Linked DNA regions of Gasterosteus aculeatus: region 2 is linked to region 1. The links are chromatin contacts, called in public Hi-C maps. All regions are on one chromosome and are shown on one strand. Each heading gives the region's core, a stretch centred on a gene start, on an enhancer-like site or on the middle of the called end of the contact. The rest is flanking DNA. Distances are from core to core; before and after follow the strand shown. Region 1 has its middle 6.4 kb from the start of epha4b. Region 2 has its middle 8.7 kb from the start of dnah9l.

Region 1 (5,255 bases), core at 107-2,606:
CTCTTAAAAGTTTCAACAACTACTGAATGTTGTGACATTCTTGGAGGTGCTTTATCACAGGATTGTATTTGAGATGATTCGTTTTAGCCAAGTGTACAATTGTCTATATACCAAGACTTATATCCATCTCTCTCTTTCTTTTTTTCTCCTTTTGATTCTGATCTGTATGCTGATACATGTTCTCCTCTTCTCCCTCAAAATGACAGACTGTCCCCCGAAAAATACTTCATCTGCTCCACTCAATTTGAATTGGACTTCAAATGTGTATTTGACACCATGGCGCAAAATGAACAAAGACCCTCTTCCTCCCGTTGAACGTCAGACGCACACCATAAAACGTTGACACGTCCACTCGGTGTTTCCAGTTCGGCGCACTAGATGGCGCACTTCCCCTGCACTACGCGAATGGAAGCGGAGCTTGACAGCCTCTGAGAGAGTCATCCAAATTTAGCCCAGTAGTCGAGAGTGGCAAAAAAAGTACTGCAACCCCCAGGCTATAGCTGACATTATTATGCTCTTCATGGCAAAACAGTACGTTGTGCAGCTAAAGAGATAATATGTCAGTTGCCCTTGAATAATTTAGACTCCCCATGTTAGACACACAGTGCTTGAATAAAGCCCACGATTTGGATTTTGCGTTTTCTAAACTGTTTAAAAACCATATGTGTGTCTTTCCACTGGCTGACGATGAGTCCACTAATTGATGTTTGTGTGTCGTCGCCAATCTCACGTCTCCCTTTGGTGATGATGGCATTTTAAATGAAGATGTGCTTGAGAAATGCTATTTGAGGAAGATCAAAGCGAACGTGTCCCTTTTAGAGCGCCTATGTGACTCCATTGCAGCGAGGTCTCCCTCTCTCCTCATCCCTCTTGTTATTTGTGCGCTTTGATCATACAGTCCATTCAGTGCATTTCTCACCCTCTTGCTTCTTGTTTCTGTCCTTAAGCTTTGTCAAGTACGTGTCCTATGATTGCCCTTTTCATCTCCACCAATGCCACCACTTTTCTGGTCTTTTCTGCCCACGTAGACCCCCTGCCCCCTAAAAACCCTCTGCCTAAAGCTCCCTCTCTTCCCCCCGTGTCACCCTGCCATTCACTACTCTGTTGGGTTAAGCAGGGTCATATCAAAGCCTTAAGGCCTAAATGCGAGGCGGTGCATGTGTGCATGAGAAAGCATGGTTCCTCCTGCTTCAGCTAGATTATTCTAAGTCTCTGACCTCTGGGTGGTGAGAGGGGCCCATGTTTGGAAACACAGGCACTTGTCTTTGTCTCTCGAGCCCGGTTGGAGGGAGCCACGCCGGGAGGGACGCACTCGGCCTGTCCTCAGGCTGCCGGTGTGTCGTCCGATCCTCAGCACCACCACCACCACCACCACCTTAATATTAATAAGCCGTGAATAAGCAGACAGCTGGCTAGGCTGGGAAACACTATCATATCACACACATCACACACATACAAACACACACAGAACAACAGGATGAGTTTGGCTTGCAAGCGTAAACATTGATCCCGAGTCCCGTCACTGTGAGTCAATCTGGCCCCAATGGCCATTCAAGTGTATCTGCTTGATCTGATGTTTCCCGATAAGAGAGATTCCTCCGAGGGTGTGTGTGTGTGTGTGTGTGTTTGGGAGTTATTGATTGTTGAGTGACATGGTACTATAGATCCCAAGCAGCTGTTAGGAGTTTAAATGAGGCCTATAGCATATAATTAAATCTGTTTTATAGTGTTGAAAGAAAAGTGTGTTTTTTTCGCCCCCTTTTTTTATCCTCTAAAGTGTTTGTGTGCTTTGCATTGCACGTTGCATTCGGTTGGAGGTGAAGATGCCTTCGGACTGACAAACATCTGATTGATTAGCCTCTGTCTGATTGGGTACAGTGGCCTTGACCGCCTGTCATTGAACTCACATTAGATTCTCTCCTACATTCAAACAATTGTCACGACCGGACGGTGGACGGGAACCCAAATGCACGACTCACACAACGTGGTGCGAAAAAAGAATCAAAGTTTATTAACAAAAGGACAGGGCATGGCCGCTGAAATAAAAATCACTCGTGGGCGAGGAAAAACCGATCTAGAGACAAAAACTGAAAGCAGGCTCAATTAATGGTGTCGACAAAAAACGAGGCAAGACTGTGGACATACGTAGCGCTGGCACGGTGGCTTGGGACAAGACGAACTGGCACAGGACAGAGGGAGACTCAGACAATATATACACACACATAGGGGAAGTGCACAGGTGGAGACAATCAGGGGAGGGGCGACAATCACACCGACACAAGAGGAAGGGGAAAGTTGCCTGAAACAAGGGGAAGGTTCATTTTCCAAAATAAAACAGGAACTCACGAGACGGACACGAGACAACCTAACTAACATCTTTTTCTGGACATGACAACAATGAGCTGCACGTGTGCAGGAAAAAGTCCAAAGGAGTTCCGAAATCTTCGGCCATTGCTTCTGAGGTTTCTCCTCTAAGAAAATCGTCTTAAAGTAAAACCCACCTCAAGCCATTTTCATCAAAGTTTCTGCTTTCTGAATCTTTCTGCGTTTCTGATCCTTCTCTCTAGACAGAGGGTGTTTGGACACGGCAACGTCTGATTTACAGCAAGTCTAATGTTCAGCACGTTAGTACAGCTGCTCCTCAACAACCTCACAACTGACCGCTGTCCTGGCGTCACAATGGTGGATGGAGCGCCCGTTGACCCCAAGATGGCAGAAACTCAACACATCTTACACACAGACTGTTTGTAAATGTAACACTAGAAGAAGTTCTGCAGTTATTCTGAAATTGATTTCTGGTTTATGTTCAAAAGGTTTAATGCCCTCATTGTAAGACACTTTTTAAAAATTATTATTATTTGAATATGAATCATCAAAGTACTTTAAACACATTCCTGCCTGAAGGGGACAGGAATATGTTCAACTTTTTGGCAGCCCGTCCATTAATTGTTAAAACCTGTCTGACTGGAACAAAGTGACAGAGCAACATTGCCTACATGGATCCAAGCCACTAGCCTACATTTTTGGGGGAATCTTTAATGTTCAGATATCTGAAAGTAGAGACCTGAGCCCCCCCCACCGTGACACTCCTGGTACATTACTATTTAAACACCTGTCTTGTATTTTCACTGACAATATCCTAACTGTGCAGGTCTTTTAAAAAGCCAGTGATACCTCCATGAGGCTTCCATGGAGGAATGCTTAAGACTGCAATGTCACCGGGTGGTTCAGATTATATCATATCTCTGAGTTGAATACATCAGCACTGAAAAGCATCAGCCCTCCAGTCTATCTTTGTGACTGTAATAGTTCTAGTTGCGACATCCAAGGCCACCACAGCAACACCTCAGTGGAAAGTCTTTTAGCTCCTGATTCCATTTCCTTTGACCCTACAGGGTCCATATTTGTATGGAGGATACTTGTACACATGTACACGCACACACACACTGACACACAAATGTACTTTCAGATGGCGGAGGTTGTGTGGTTATGAGCACCGTTACCACAGGTAATCAGATCACGGCACAGAAGGAATGATGTGTTTACATTATCAACACTGAGACAGGACGGAGTGAGGACAGCGAAGAGGAGGGGAGGACAAACGTGACGTCGACATTGGCTAGAAGGAGGTAAAGTGAGCGGGTGTGAAAGGAACACAGGCGCGTGCACAGCAGGAGGCAGAGCGAGTAAAGTACGAAAATGAATGACAAACGATGGGGCAGAAGGGAGGAGACAGAGAAGAAGAGGGAGTCTGCCCGTCGATCAGATTACCAACCAATCATTTGACTGAGGATTGCTTTGAACTGAAACCTGGAGGATCACTTTTGCTTCCAGACACACACACACACACACACACACACACACACTCTCGTAGATGCACTCAGTATCGTTTCCACACAGTGTGCATGGAGATAAATGTGTCTCGCTCGCATCCAGTCTGGTGTTAAGTGCACGTATTAGCGCGTATCAGCATTCATGTATGTGCTGTGTGTGTATGTGTGTGTGTGTGGGGGGGTGTTTCTGAGTGTAAGTAAGTGAATGAGTAATGTGTGAGTGATGGATGGATGATAATGCCCATTTACCCTCTCTCAAAAGGGCTCAAAGCGCTTCGATGTCTCGCCCGGCTCACACATACACACTGAAACACAGAGTTGTGTTTGATAAGACAACGGCCCTCTTAGTCATTGTGTATTGTGCACGAATCTTGTCGCTTCTTACGTTGCGCCCCTCGCTGCATTTATCTTCCTCCATCCTTTATCTTGAACCGTCGCATCTCTCTCTCTCTGCATCTTTCTCTCCGCCTTGCTGTCTGTCTCTTAGTGATGGAGCTAATTTGTTTAGCACACAAAGAGTGTCTGTCCATTAGCCAGCGTGGGCCCTTTCTGTGCCCCGAGAGATGGTGACAGATCCCAGCAACATGTGTATCTGCTCAGTGTGCATCATTACGCCTCTGTGTGTGATGGAAAGGTGGAAAGCTTCCTGGGAAATCGTTTGTGTAAAATAAAGAAATGTTCCTGATTCTGTCATTGCACTGGTTTGCCTGATCTATATCTGCCAATAGAAAGACTTTCTCCACACCTGCACTTTACTGAAGTACTTGACTCCCCTCTCTGGGAATGTACTTATTTTCTGCATTTTTGGCATTTACACTTTCCCGGCTGCAACATTACAAAATGTATCCTGCTAAATGCTGCCTGCTGTTTATGGAGAAACAGTTTTTGTAATTTGAAGAGAAGACGATTGAATAATTTAAGGTGGGGTTTTCCCCTCAGCAGCTCACTCCTCCTATTCATGTCCTGCGTAGCTCCAGACACCGAGGACCGAGGATTAACTCTCACGGAGGCATCAGCGACTACCTAATGCGACGGGAGACCTGGCGACGGCGCGTGATCCGTATGTACGACAGGGAGGCCTAAATCCCTCTCATATCCAACCCGATCTCAGCCAGCATATTAATATAAGGCCCTGTGCAAGCCAAGCATGATTGAGCGCCCAGTTTGGCATCTCTCCCTCTTCTCCCTGCAACAGACTGTCATGATCACTCCATCCTTCCTTTCTCCATCCGTGTTCACATTTACATATATGACATTCAAGGTCGGATCAAAATAGATCTTTACATAGCCTACAGGCTATATAAAGATCTATTTTTTTTTAAATTCTTGCCCACCTCACCCTCACCTCGTGGTGAATCTGAACGTTTTCTCATCGACCAGCAGGTCAGCTCTGGCAGGAATGTGATACAGGCTGTTTCCATT
Region 2 (4,952 bases), core at 716-3,215, 130 kb after region 1:
TTTCCTCTCTTCCTGCTTTGTTTTGTGGTCTCAATATCTCCAAGGTGAGCAAATAAAGATGACTCAGTAGAAACAACACTTTCACTCTGTGCCAAAGACCGGAGGACAAATCTGTACAAACATGCTTCTACTGTTTTTTTGGGGGGTTCTAATATCTGTGTGAATAGCAGAGCAGTATGTTTACGGCCACGTCGGAGTTATGTCAAATCCAATTCAACTATTGACACAAAGCACCCATGATGCACGTGTCCCCAGCGTTTATTTGGGTATTCATAAGCAACAAAAGGATGAGGAATCATAGGGAAATGTGTGGGACGTTCTCTGAAGCCTGATAGAGAAGCAGCCCCATCTTCAGGATTTAAGTGTGACTGGAAAACAAACTGAGCCCCCCCCCTCACCCCCAAATAAAGTAAATGTTTTGCATTCCAGTGCATCTCTTCTCGTCTCAGCAAAAGCCAATGAGCCTCCAGAGAGCAGCGCGCCGGTGAACTTGCTGTAAGAGGAAACTACCTGTGTCCGCCACGGCACAGAACAATGCAGTCTTTTTCTTTTTTTTTACAGAAAACACTGTATCCGCACATTTTGTAGGAGACGCTGCAGCACTTTGCCGGGTGTAATAAAGGTGTTCTCTTACACAGCGGTGACTTAGTGAACCATATCCTGGAAGAGGTCGGCCGAGGACTCAGCGTTCCTGAAAACAAGTTGCTGGGCTTCGCTGCAGCTCGAGAGCACAAACGCATGCACACGAATACGAAGTCAAGAGCAGAGCAAGCTCAGGATTTTATTTCACACACCCACCCTGGGAGATCGGCCGTGCTCTCTAACCCCTTCCTGTGTACACGGACCGGCCTCTCAAATATTACTGAGTCCAGACGGAGGGGGGGGGACCTTTGCAGAACAAAAGGAAGAAATGATAAAGAAGGGCTTGCTGGTGACACCCTGTCCTTTCACCCCCCTCTCTTGACTCAGTTATGGTCGGAGAAACACAACAAAGATGTAGAAAACTGGAAGGGAAAAAAATGGATTGACACGAAAGGGGTCATTTTTTGAAGAGGGGCAGATTGGGGGCGATGAAAGGGAGGGAGAGAGGAATGTTGCAAAGCGCAGTGGGGAAGAAGAGATGGAAAGAGGAATACGGACACAAGACCAAGAAAGTGAAAGGGATAAAGCAGAGTCACCTTGCCAAGAGGGGGTCAAAGTGAAGTCTCTTTGTAACGGGCCTGAGGTGTCAACAAGCCGCTTACATTTTATCAGAATAAAACTGCAAAACTGTGAGTATTATGATGGAGTTTAATTCCTCTAATCAACTGCACAGATCCGAGCCAATAGTGCTTGAGTGTGTATGTGTGCGTCCAAAAGAGCTGGCAGCCATCGATAGGTGTGAGACAGATGTGCGTGTCGGTCATTACTGTAATCGCTCCATTTACTTCATCTAGCCTGGGAGGGACGGCTGGTCAGCACCATCTGGACACAAAGACACACGAGCACATACAAGGCAATCGGCCGCCATGGTTGGGGTTTCGTGGGTAGTCAGCCAGCAACAGGAGGCAAGCTCTGAGACGATCATTACGCGTGTGTGTCTGTCTGTGACAGCGTGCATGCATTCGCCACCTTTGTCAACCCCCATCCCTTGTCTCCGCCATCCCTTTTTTTAATCCATTCTTTGGCCGCCTCGAGTCCAACTGCTCCCGTAATACATGAATCTGTCACGTTCCCCAGGGACTACAAGAGAAAATGAAAAAGGCTGCGAAGAGAAGTAAAGTGTGGACTTGTTCGAGACTCCCAATGCCTGAGGAGACGATGGTCGCCGTGGTGTGTGTGCGTGTGTGCGCGTGTGTGTGTGTGTGTGGATGAAAAATACAGGGACCTCAAGCTCATCTACATGTAATTTTCTCCCCTGACTGAGAACAGGGGAGGGGTGATGAGGAGAGGAGGAGAGGAGGAGTTGAGGGGAGAGACAGAGCGAGCCAGGATGAAGCTTCGGACTCAAGAGCGCCGGCTGATTGTCAAGCAACACGTAGCCATGGAAACGGCGAATGGAGAGATTGAGGAGGAGAGGTGAAGGAACAAGAGGAGAAAGAAAAGCAACGACGGCGACACTTCAGGTTACAACTAAATATCTGAGGGATCGGATTGGTGATTTGCGGTGCAACATTGGAGCGTAATATTACATCCAAGCACATGTGATGTTTCAGCTACAGTCAAGAGCTGGTAGTTTAAATGTTGCTTCGGGATACATTTCTTTCGATTTGCCCTTTTACTCCGGCTGTTTGCATTACTCAGCAACGACTCTGTTCAGATCTTCTCTTGAATATTTATCGCCAACAGCGGGCCAAGTGCATATCGCTATTCTGCTTTGGCTCCTCTGCTCCTTCATCACTCTACTCTCCGTCTCATCTGTAATTCTGTAAGCTCGCAGCCACTCCTCATTCTCTAAACCGTTAAACACCCTCCCTTATTCCCTTCTGTCTCTCCATTGGCTCCCTCTCCCGCTCCACTGTCCTGAGATGTCTTTTCCTGGCCTCCACCCGTCCGTCCCTGCAGAGCAGAGCTGACATTGGGTATGAGGTCAGACAGAGAGATGGGCAGCATGCTCCTGCTGTCAGCGGGGCTCAGAATGGGCTAAAATACAGTGTGTGTGTGTGTGTGTGTGTGTGTGTGTGTGTGTGTGTGTGTGTGTGTGTGTGTGTGTGTGTGTGTCTTGAGACACCCAGGGGACACCCTCACTAGCCTCGGGCTCCGGACAGGCAAACCTACACAAGCCCCCACACGTTCAGTCTCACAATTTTGTGGCCATGTGATAGCAGAGCACATATCGCATAGAGGGCATTCATTCAAGCTGCATAATGATGCAAATACACAACATGAAAAGTGTAAAGAGCGTTTCCCCAAAACCACACACACACACACACACACACACATAAGCACTCATTCAAACAGTTTGTGGCATGGGATTATAGATTTCAGAAAGGACAAATTCGCTTGGAGAACCGCCATGGATTATTGGCTGGCATGACCAGTGTTGTGAACAATGGAAATACTGTGTTCACTGATGACGATGAATGCTGAGCACTTTAACGTTCAAAATAAAGACGTAAACCTGTAAAGGTCATTCACATCTATTACGAATATTTACGTCACATGAAGAGAAAAATCGATTCCGTGAATTTAATCCACTGTTTAAAGCAGACATTGAGCCAAGAGGGAGTGATTGTAGAAAATGAAGTGGGTGTATGAACATGTGAATCCTGCATAATCTTGGTTAAACTGCATTTACACGGTGTAGGCAGTACTACAGATGAGGACATTTGACTTCTGTTTAATCATTCTTTAGAGGCGATGCTTAAAACATCCATTTGTAGGCATTGCATAACCCTGTGTATCCATCAATTTGTGAGAATAATGCGCTGACTTCTCCAGTCAGCCTTTTTTCAAACGGCAATATGATTAAATTCATGTTTTAAGGTTAAACGCAGAAAGTGGAGGATCTTTTAAAGGTTAATCATGGCTGCGATATTTCAAGTAACACAGAAATGTCCCATTCCTCCGTGTTTTCACATACATATGGCATAACATGCGTAATAGGATGTCATGGCTAGGGTCACTTTGGATTATATTTTAGGGACGCCATCAGAACCATTGTACCACACTGCCCTCATGTGGTAAGGCTGCACATTGCATTCGTTAGTAGGAACGGGGATGGAAAAGACCTCCTCTACTATATTTGGATGAATAGAATGAAAGAAGATCCTTCCCTATTTTTAACAGCAGTAACCACATTTTAAAGATTCAAAGATAAAACCTCAAAAAATGTCACATCCGTTTTGCATCCATAAGTGTGTTTACTTAAACCTTACACATGCATCACAGGTGTAACACCTGTGCTGAAGGTGTCCCTGTAGTTGGGTCTTCCTTGGCAGCTCAGCTTACCTGGTAAAGTAGCCGGCACACAGTATAATGAAGACAGCCCATACCGCTGTGTAACAGTGTCAGGTTACCCTGTCGCTCAAGCTGTGGATCCTTTTTCCAGCCGATGGCCAAAGACTTAACGCTGTGACGGCGGAATAGAGTGTGTTATTCTTATTAGTGAGGAAACATCCCGTTAAGATTTCTGATCTCGCTCAAAAGGGTTAAGGCTTCTCGCTTCTCTCTTTCCTAGTTTCACATCCACTACACACCAAAGCGAGTAGTGGTGCTATTGCACTTGTTTATTTTTCCCATGGCTGAGGCCACCGGTGCAGGCAGCAACAGTGGAGGTTCGGGCAGCGGAGGCGTAGCGGGAGTGCGTGTTGCCCAGGAGCCCCCTCTCAAAGCTGGGGTGGTGTTGTCAGATGAGAGGGTGGACTTCCTTCGGGAGCAGGTCTTCTGTGTGCTGCGGGTGAAGACGGACAAGTGGAACCGCTTTATCGGCGCAGAGGAGAACCAGAAGATTATTATGGATTTCCTGGACCACATCTGGACCAACAGACTGCTGCTCTTCACTGGACCCGGAGGGACACTGCATGCAGGGGATGCTCAGGTAAGAAATACAGAGAGGCCACAGGTAAATTAACATAGGCCCAACCTCAGATTATTGAAAGTGAAGGCACCTGCTTCCATACGTGTCGTTTTCAACCATTTACAACCATAAAAAAGTAAATTTTGGAGGCAAATTCAACATTACAGCATTGAGTCGACATTGAACGGCACAGTTCATCTATTGCTTTTCTGTGGTTTTATATATTCAGTATGTTTGAAAGTCTATATATTTATACCTATATAAATATATTTATACCGAGCTAAAGAAAGTGTGCATACGTACAGATTGTCAAACAATGAGACACATTTCACATTCACATTGCTATTTGCCTGGGTGATGTGACGATGCTGTTAATTAAATGATTCCTCACACCCAGAGAATGTCCAAACAAACACCATCATTCACACGCGATTAGACATTAAGAAAGTTTATT

Evidence for each region. A called contact is a pair of places that touch in the nucleus more often than the background predicts.
Region 2: a Hi-C map of skeletal muscle shows a contact between it and region 1, with 5 times the contacts expected there. The contact joins two enhancer-like sites. A contact is called at or near these places in 2 of 6 Hi-C or Micro-C datasets (skeletal muscle and tail fin).

Annotation. Positions count from the first base shown.
Region 1 is chr3:8,801,640-8,806,894 of fGasAcu3.hap1.1, forward strand. No RefSeq gene overlaps it. Among protein-coding and RNA genes, the nearest start is that of epha4b, 6.4 kb to the right of the region's middle. Within about 2 kb of position 1,357, at least 1 of the 9 cell types and tissues checked has open chromatin away from gene starts, as enhancers often do.
Region 2 is chr3:8,935,081-8,940,032 of fGasAcu3.hap1.1, forward strand. No RefSeq gene overlaps it. Among protein-coding and RNA genes, the nearest start is that of dnah9l, 8.7 kb to the right of the region's middle. Within about 2 kb of position 1,966, at least 3 of the 9 cell types and tissues checked have open chromatin away from gene starts, as enhancers often do.